Linked DNA regions of Rattus norvegicus: region 2 is linked to region 1. Evidence: chromatin contacts called from public Hi-C data. All regions are on one chromosome and are shown on one strand. The core of a region is the stretch at or near the end of the contact, and the rest is flanking DNA. Distances in the headings are between cores, read along the strand shown.

What was found. A called contact is a pair of places that touch in the nucleus more often than the background predicts.
Region 2: a contact with region 1 is called in a Hi-C map of liver, with 4 times the contacts expected there. The contact joins the promoter of Ralbp1 here to the promoter of Vapa in region 1. A contact is called at or near these places in 2 of 12 Hi-C or Micro-C datasets (liver and mammary epithelial cells).

Annotation. Positions count from the first base shown.
Region 1 is chr9:112,652,371-112,656,950 of GRCr8, reverse strand. It overlaps Vapa (VAMP associated protein A), which reads left to right and starts at 2,220. Exons shown (of 6, transcript NM_031631.2): 1 at 2,220-2,529. The coding sequence starts at 2,451.
Region 2 is chr9:112,937,447-112,942,026 of GRCr8, reverse strand. It overlaps Ralbp1 (ralA binding protein 1), which reads left to right and starts at 2,368. Exons shown (of 10, transcript NM_032067.2): 1 at 2,368-2,609.

The sequences.
Region 1 (4,580 bases), core at 971-3,470:
AAGGTTTCTGAATGTGCAACAATCAAATAGAAATCAAAATCGAATGAGTAGTGCAATCGGATTTGTGTAGGAGTTCATCCATGTTGGACTGTGGGTTATCACTTCAGCCTTGGTTCTGAACACGTCATGTGCACTTTGTTCTGTGTATGTAATCTTTGAAACGCCTTGGCCCAGATGTGAGATTTCTGTCTTATGAATTGCAGTGGTTTTTTTTTTTTAAATTGTAGTTTTCTAGTCTTGTAAAAGCAAAGATTATTTTTAATTATGTATACTTAAGGGTCTGTGCACCTGAGCGCAAGTGCCCCCAGGAGGCCAGAGGCATTGGCTGTTCCTGGAGTTGGGAGTTACAGGCAGATGAGAGCAGTCTGCTGTGGGTGCTGCCAAAGTCTTCTGCAAGAGCATCGTGTACTTTCAACTGCTCAGCCATCCTTTCTGCTCCTAGATTTCTACTCTTAAAAGACATAGTAGCTTAAGGAAAAAATATAATATTTTCCTATTATTGCTTCTTAGCACGTGTCAAATTTATACATTTTTGGATTGTATTGTTAGAATCTTTGATTTTAAAAATTGCAGTTTGGGTTACTGACTTGCATTTCATTAAAAAAAAATCACACAAAAAATTTGGCTGGTGATTGGGATAGAATTTCCAACTATTTTTGAAATGTTTCCAAACCTAACTTTTTTTTTTTTTTTTGCCACTTTGCACTAGGTATTTATATAAAACCGATTCTCAGCATTGGTAATTAGAAAATCAAAATAGCAATCAACTACAAAAAAGTTGAAAATGTTTAGTCTATCAAATATTCAGCCAGGAATAATTTTTATGTAGGAATGGACACGCAAACCTATCTCGTTTGTATACAAGCTAGCTTTTGTCTTAAATGTGTAAGTTTTTTCATCTTTTTTTCTTTCAAACTTCATTTTTAGGTTAGGATACAAAGTAAGCATTCAAAGAAGGAAAACAAACTTTTTTTTGTGATCAATGTTTTATACCACAATTTTATATCCTATATACCCAGGGTGGCATAAAAATTTCTCAGGTGACGGGACGGAGAGTTGAAAAAGTTTAATTAGCTGTATTCTAGACTGCCCATTTTCGACATTTACTTTCCAGACAGTCTAGGATGCCTTTCCGTGGCAGAAGCATCAATACGTGCTTTGTTTCGCACGGAGCTTCCTAGAGATTTAAATTCAAGCAGTACCATAGGACACAATAAAGGTTTATTTTTACAGCACATCCATTTGTTTTGTTTGCTCTTCCCGTCCCTGGATACCCTGGCAATGAGCTGAATATCTGTCAGCAATTTGCTTGGCAATTTTTCTCATTTGGTATAGGCTCTCCTAAGTGATGCAGATAAAATTCGTCCCTAGCACGGCACGAGAACCAGGCAAACAGATTTGGAATGAGCCACACTGTAGATACAGCACGTGAATTCCACGCCGTAGGAGCAGACATTTGGTTTCTACCCTTGATTATTTGTGCCTGGCCTAGATTTCCCCTGGAACCCGTTTGCTTTTGCGCGAGGTGTGTTTCCCTTTGCTGGGCAGGAGGGAGATCCGGGAGGCAGCTTTGGAACGGCAGGGTTAGAACAGAGCGCGCGTCCGCAGAGGGCGGAAGGAATCCCGGGCAGACCAGACGGACACGCCCTGCCGCTTTCCCAAAGGGCCGTCTCTCCTGGGATGCCTGGCTCCCAGGCAGCCTGCAAAAACCCTTTTCTTTTTCCAATGCAGACGAGACAACCTCGGCGAGCCAAAAGCAGAGTCAGCGGCCCCACCCACTCGCCTCCAACGGACCCGGGTTGCCTTCCCGGTTCCCAGCAGCCCCCGCGGAGACGCCGCCCGCACGGGGCATGCTGGGAGTCGAGGTACCCGGCACTTCTTGACTGTCTTCCGTTCGGAATTCCACTTGGAACGCTGTGAGGTAGCATCGTAGTCGGCGCTACAGCCCCGCATTCGCAGCTCCAGGGCGCCAAGAACGACGCCCCTCGCCCGGCGCCGCGCACCCCGTCTCCCACAAACAGCCCTACTACGCCCCCTGCACGCTCTACAGAGATTGACAGCAGCGCGGCGCAGGGAGCTGCGGCCAAGTCGGAGGTGCGCAGGCGCACTAGCTCAGCGCCGAGCCCAGTTAGGCCCGGAGGGCGGGGCCAACACGAGGGCTCTGGGCCGCGGGGGCGCGCACGGAGACACGTAAGGCCGTCACGTGGGGAGCCGAGGATCGCAGTGCGCGTGGCCGCGGCGACTGGTGTGGGGTTGAGTCAGTTGTGACACCCGGAGCTGCTGACCCGACAGGCAGCCCTCGGGACCCGCGGCCCGGCAGCAGGCGCGGAGCTTCGGGAATCGTGAGCCTGGCCCCGTCCTAGAGCTCCGCGGAGCCGGCGCCGCCACCGTCCCCCGCCCCCGCCAGCGAACCGCCGCCGCGGGCGCGCCCCCGCTCTGCGCTGTCTCCTATGGCGTCCGCCTCCGGGGCCATGGCGAAGCACGAGCAGATCCTGGTCCTCGACCCTCCTTCAGACCTCAAATTCAAAGGTAGGCTGGCTGGGACGCGCCCGAGCGGGGCTGGGGCCGGCGGGCGGCGGCGGGGTGGACGGGCTGCGCTCCCCTCCCCCACGCCCGGACCGAACGTCGGAGCCGCGGCTCCGCTGCGTCCCTCCGCTCGGCGCCTCGGCGTCCGCCGCTGCCGGGCCGGGCTGCGGAGGGGAGGGGAGGGAGCCGGACGGACGCCGCGGAGGGCTCTGCCCGGAGCCGCCGCCATCTTGCGGCCCACGGGGGCGCCGCGGGAGCCCGCCCGCGCCTTGCCCGCCCGCCCGCATGGCGTCCTTGCCCCAGGGCGGCCGCGGCGCGGTCCAGGCTGTGCGAGCCGGAGGCTGGGAGCAAGAGCTCCGGGGTCTGCGGGCGCCAGCGGGCGACGTTCCGCGCCTTTGGGTAGGCACGGCCCGCGGGCGAGGCGCTCAAGACCGCGGGCTTCGCCCGGAGTCTTCCCTGTCAGGTGCCGGACTCTGTCAAGCCGGGAGACCCAGCAGTGTCTGGCTGGGACTGACCCCGAGTGTTGGCACGGCCCCAAGCGCGCGGCAGAAAGCTGTGCGTCAGCTGGGGCATGCATGGTCGTAGGTTAATGGGAGTGGGTCCCTTGGGTCACGTCGACTCGTCCTTAGGTACGGAGGACCCAGCCCTTGTGCTCCTAGTCCTTGAGTTCACACTGTCTTTTTACTGAAGACGACTCAGGGTCTGTGACCCTCTTACGTTTGCGGTTTCCCAGCATACCCGGAGAAAGCTGATAAGGTGCCACACAGCTCTGGAACTGTTGACTTTGGAGCACTGACTGTGATAGACAATCACTGGTTTGGTGATCCTTGTTCAGATCCGAGGCCGTTTGCCTTCTCAGTGTGTAGGAAACGAAAAGTTATACAGAACAGTTTACTGCATTTTAAGGAGCTAAAAAGAACACGTGCTTCCTATCTTTAAATGAAAAGTGCCCCCCTCCCCCTTTGGAAAGTTAATACCTTGCGTTTTAATTTCAGCAACTGGTGAAAACAATTTCCCTTAAGCGCATATCGATTCCAGTAGGAAAAGAAAAAGTAAACCCATTATAGTAGTGTAAAAGTGAGTCCACATGAAAATAGCTGAATTGTCCTTGTAGGAACAATTTAAAATAGTTCCAGATACTTAAGACTTTTATATTTTAAATAGTTTAGGACTTAAACATGTGGTATTCTGCTAGTAGCATGCCCTGCAGGCGTTTCAGTACATTCACAAGTTCCTCCGTACTAGACAAGAACTTGATTGTGATTTTAAGGCAGTTTTAATATGCTTGGAATTGGGTCGTGAACCACACTTATAATCCCGGCATTTTGGAAGTTCAGGAACCACCCAAAGTTTGAAATAAACCTGGACTACATGTGAGACACTTGACAGTGTCTCACCCTCCGGTATTTCGAGTGTATTTTGCTGCAGCAAATTTCTGGTTGCTTGATTTAAGTTTTTTTGGAGGGGAGTTGGGCGGAGTTTGCTGAGAAGTCCTCAGAGTATTTGTACTGTAGTAGCCATCATTAGTGGGAGCGATTTAATATAAATCTTGACGATATTCTGTGTGGTTTGCTTTCCCCCTTTTGACAGTGTAGAGCAAATTTTCCTTACTGCATAGCCATGTGTGAAAGGTATTTTATGAGGCAGGTTTTAAAAACCACCAGAAATTGTGCTGTATTCATGTAGATCACTCATTTTTGATATTAAATAATTACAACCGTGTTTATGCAACAGGCTCTGTGTTACCAAAAATCCCAATGCTGGTGGAAAAGGCATGTAAATGATACCGGGGCAGGAGCACGTCTGAAAGAAGCTCTTTTCTGTAGGAAACTCAAGGAAAAGGCTCTTGAAGTTGCCTGGGGAAAGTCATGCAAAGGGAGTGGTTGAGTAAATCGGAGTGAGATGAGATGCATAGACTCCAGTCGGTCAGACTTGTGGAAAGGTGGGAGAGATGGATATGATAGGGAGAGGTGCAGAGGGTTGAAGTGAGGTTTGCTGCTTTTCTCCTTAGTGTTACTTTGTCAGCCAGAGGTAACTTGGTACAGTGGAAGCCT
Region 2 (4,580 bases), core at 1,119-3,618, 280 kb before region 1:
GGAAAGGAAGCTTCCTAGGTACTTCACGTGGCTAAATCAATTATTAGATTAAAAAGTATCAATAACTGTGAAGGAGCTAAACCTTGACCATACTTAAAGTGATCATACATTAGCCTGCCACAGATCCTGGATGCTAACGGAGGTTATGAGACTTCTGGGACAGGACTAGGCACCTGCTCCCTTGCAGAGCAGTGTGGTTCTCAACCTGTGGGACGCCACCCCCTGAGGCCAAACGACCTTTCCACAGGGGTCACCTATCACCACAGGAAAGCACAGATGTTTACACCACGATTCACAACAGTAGCAAAATTACAGTTGTGAAGTAGCAATGGAAATAATGTTATGGTTGGGGTCACCACAGCGTGAGAGACTGAATTAAATAAAGGGTCTCAGCATCAGGAAGGTTGAGAGCCACAGTCGTGGAGCAACAAGTTTTATGTTCACATCAGCTCTCCTATCCTCAGTCCCGTGGGGGTGATGCAAGTCAGCTTGGATGGATGTTGCACAGGCAGAAAGTTTGCATCATAGCTGAAGAATGTTTGGATTAGAGAGCCCTGGACTCTTGCTAGAGCTGGAGCCTGGTGTTTGCCTCGTGTTCCTAAGGCCCTATGTTCAGTCTGTAGAGCTGCAAAAGACGAACAAGACCCATCTTTTTAATAATGGGCAGCAAATGAACCTGCCTACCTTTTGTCCCAAAACATGCTGTATTTGTTTGATATTTTTAACTTCATCCTCTCCCTGAATTCTGTTTAGCTTTGCCCCGGCAGGAGACAAATGGTTCCTAGATTTGCAGACCTCAAATACTTCACTGTACCAGAAAAGAAAGGAAGCTGCGGTTTAGTGGAAGCCTCCATCTGTCTCTGTGGGTTCGTGGGTTCTGCTTGGACATGATGCTTATTTCTAAAACAGTTACCAGAGTAAATGGTTCTGTGGTGCTCCTTAAGTGGGAGGGGAAAATGCTGAGAAACAGCCCTGTAAATACCTCCATTAGCACAATTGAATAATAAAAAGTGTGTAAAGATTATTCCTGGATTGGCTCGCCCGCTGAGGCTCACATAAACACAGCACTTAAGGATCTCAGAAGGGAGTCAGTCTTCACTCTAACTGACCGCTCTTGCTTTTCCCTCTACCTTGCTGTGTCCCCTAACTCTCTTTCAGCTTCATTCACTTCCAGTGGACAGGCCACGTGATGTTGCAGTAAATATGACCACCGGTGAATTACTCAGTAAAGAACGCCTCTTTCCCCACCTCATTATTTTATATGTCAATGTCAGGAGAGGGTTCATAAAGCCCTGCTCAGACCAGTGCCTATCCCTTGGCCATATCAGAACTGCCAGTGGGAAGGAGCATTTTAACTGGCATACTCACAGGCCAGCTTCTCCTGGAGGCTGTTTTATTGCTACAGGGGTTCTGGAAAGATCCCTCTAGGACCTCAGTGTTCCACTGAGGGTGACTCTTGCGCAAGGAACGGACTTGTCATATTTGAGGAAAGATGGCTGGGGGGCATAGTACAGGACGGATCATCGAAATCCATATGGCTCTCGGAAAGAAGCATACACTAGAAATCTCATCTCTCTTCTGACTGCCAATGCTATAAACCCAGAATACTTCAAAGGACTGCTGTTTATCACGGTATACACCGGAGAACACTCCTTCAGTCCTTCATGGAGGACTTCGGGAGGATATTCAGCTGTTTCTGTTTGCGAGCTGAACATGATGCTGTGCAGCTTTAACTCGGGGGTTGATTGCTAACTGCTGAGCTAAGTGGGTGGGAGTCAGCAGTTCCCCGCAAGCCAACACACTAAAGGGATCCTGCGGACTTCCCCGCATAGGCCCCAAAAGCTTCCTTTCTCCAAACCCCAAGGCAAGAATTCTCCAACTGAAGATCTCCGCCCAAAGAAGGCCAGCAAGGTGCTCCGCCCAGAGGCGGGGTGGGTCGGCAGCCCAGGCTGGTTTAACTGGTCGGAACCACTAAAGTACGCAGACGCTTGGGGGAAAGTGTCATTTTCGATAGCTGCGGACACCCGGCCAGAGCTTGGGGAGGATTGCGCTTTCTTTCCTGCAGAGCTCCGCAGGGATCCCACACTGTTTTCACTGGGATTCGCTCCGGTAGGTGTGTGTTCCACTCGGTCCCCAGGACACTGCGCAGGCGCCTGCAGAGCCTTAGCGCTTGGCGCATCCTCTCGCGGGTTCCCTGTTTCCCCAACGAGTTCCATCTCGTGAGGCGCGATGCTTTCTGGGTGTTGTGGTTTGTGTCCGAGACACGGGCCTGCAGTGGCGGGGGTGGCGGGTTTACAAGAACTACAACTCCCGGCGTGCCCCGTGCGAGGACAAGGGGCGTTTGCCCTAGACGCCCCTAGCCGTCACGGCCAAGGATCGGAGGACCCGGGAAGCCGGCTGCGGCGGGAGGAGGGCGTGCGCGTGCGCGCTGGGCGGCTCGTCCTGTTCTGTCCCAATCATTGTAAACAGGCGGAGGCTGGGCGGGGTGGGAATGGGGCTCCCGCGGCCGGCCAGGGGGGCAGCGCAGGAGGCGGCGGTTGTAGCGGCAGCGTGAGTGCGAGGAGGCGGCGGCTGCAGCGGAGCGGACGGTCGCTCGGCGGCAGGCACTGGTCAGTGGCGGGGAGCGTTGGCTCGCGGGGGTCGCAGCGCTGCAGTGGTGTCTGTGGGAGCCGTCCGGCGCCCGGCCTTGCGCCCGCGCCTGTCATGCAGCGTGCTGGGCTTGGGATCCGGGGCTCGGAATTGGAGTTGGGGGTGGGGGGCGTGGCTGCCCCGCCTTACGTTGTCCGCGAAGGCTTCACTCCCCGAGCTTGCTCCTTTGGGGTGGGTCACCCCGCCTGCCGGACAGGCCTCCCTGGGACCTCCCGGTGTGTCCTGTGCTGCTGTGGGAGCCAGGGGCTAGCTGGGAGCCCAGCTGCTTCCTTGGATCTTCCAGGCCGCGGGGCATCCCTGCGGGCCACACCTGGCCGGAGCTGCGGCGGGGGACTGGCCTGACGCAGTCTTCCGGTTTATGGGTCTCACCTGGCTCGCCCACCTGTCTCCGCAAGCGGGGTGGAGTCGGGGAACAGCTCCTGCTGTGGCTCGTAGCCTGCGTTGGGCAGGGGGGCGACCCTGATTGTAGCGGTCCTTGTTTCAGGGTTCAGTGGAAGTGTTCGGCCAGATCTGGAGTTGAGAGCTTCGTTCTCAACGCGTTTTCATGCCGGAGTGTTCTTAGTCCAGGCCAGCTTTCTTTTTCCCGTCTTTTAAATATGTCGCAGTGAAACAGAGTTTGACAAAATATTCCACTTCCCAGTCTTCTGAAGTAGTGCTGGTTCAAGTTTGGGGATCATTACAAGGATTCTTCCAGAGAGAACAGCGCAGTTACCCTAATGTTATTGGAGATCACAGCCGTTTTCGTTTGGAGGTCTATGCCTGTGACAGAAGTGTGCTATACACTGTGTACATCGAGCTGTTCCACTGCCCAGCCTCAGTGGTGTTGATGGAATGAATGCCAGTGGGCTACCACTGAGTAGCTTGGGAAGCATTACTCATACCTGGCAGTTATTGACCAAGACCTTAGTGATAAGTTAATAGGCCTACTTTGGATTTAGTGTTCAGGTGCTAGCACTTGGAAAGGAAAGATCCCATCACTTTCTGTACTAGGAATTATATCGATGATTTCAAGGTCCTGGGTATCTTCCTCGAAATGAATAACTTCCTTTTAGTGGTGTTGGCATTTACAGGGGTTTGGAGCTTCTACTTTTTCAGTGTGTCCCATAGATTGGAGAGAGATAGGTTAGTTTAATAGCAGCTGCTGTTAAATAATTTTTAAAACAAAGTATCTAGAAGCCGGCTGGTGGTGGCACATACCTTTATTCCCAGCACTCTGGAGGCAGAGGCAGGAAAATGTCTGTGAGTTCCAGGTCTGCCTTGTCTACAGAGAGGGTTCCTGGACAGCCAGGGCTAAACAGAGAAATCCTGTCTCAAAAAACAAATCACAGAGTATCTAGAAACAAGGTAAGATGACTGAATTTGCTGTCTTTTTAAACGGTGGTTTCTCATAAGTTTACAGGGACCGTTTTCCTCATAATTTAGAGAGACAGAAGTGGTATTTTAAAAATTGAGTACTGGGGCTGGAGACAGGGCACACTGGTTAAGACGTTCGCAGTATGACTCTTGGAGAGTTACAGGGTTTGCTCCCCAGAAACTGTTCCCAACTGTCTGTAAGTCCAGCTCCCAGGAAACCCAACACCTGGTCTTCACAGGCAGTGGCTCACCTCCCCCTGTAATTAAAGATAATACAAATCTAAAAAAATGAATATTAACTTTATTTTGTACAGTTAATTTGCATAGTCATAGCTTGGCAAAGAGAAGATTAGGTCCACAACACTACAGAACACTATCCCAAAGTATGTTCTGTTATTTTCTTTTTGTGTGTTGGGGTTGGGGGTAGATGGGGGTGGCAGGGTCTCACTGTGAAGTCCTGGCTAGCCTGGAACCTCCCTATGTGGACCAGGCTGCTTCAACACAGAGATCTTCCTGCTTTTGGCTCCTAAGTGCTGGGATTAGATATGTGTCCAGCTATTATTTTCTTTGAAAAAGAA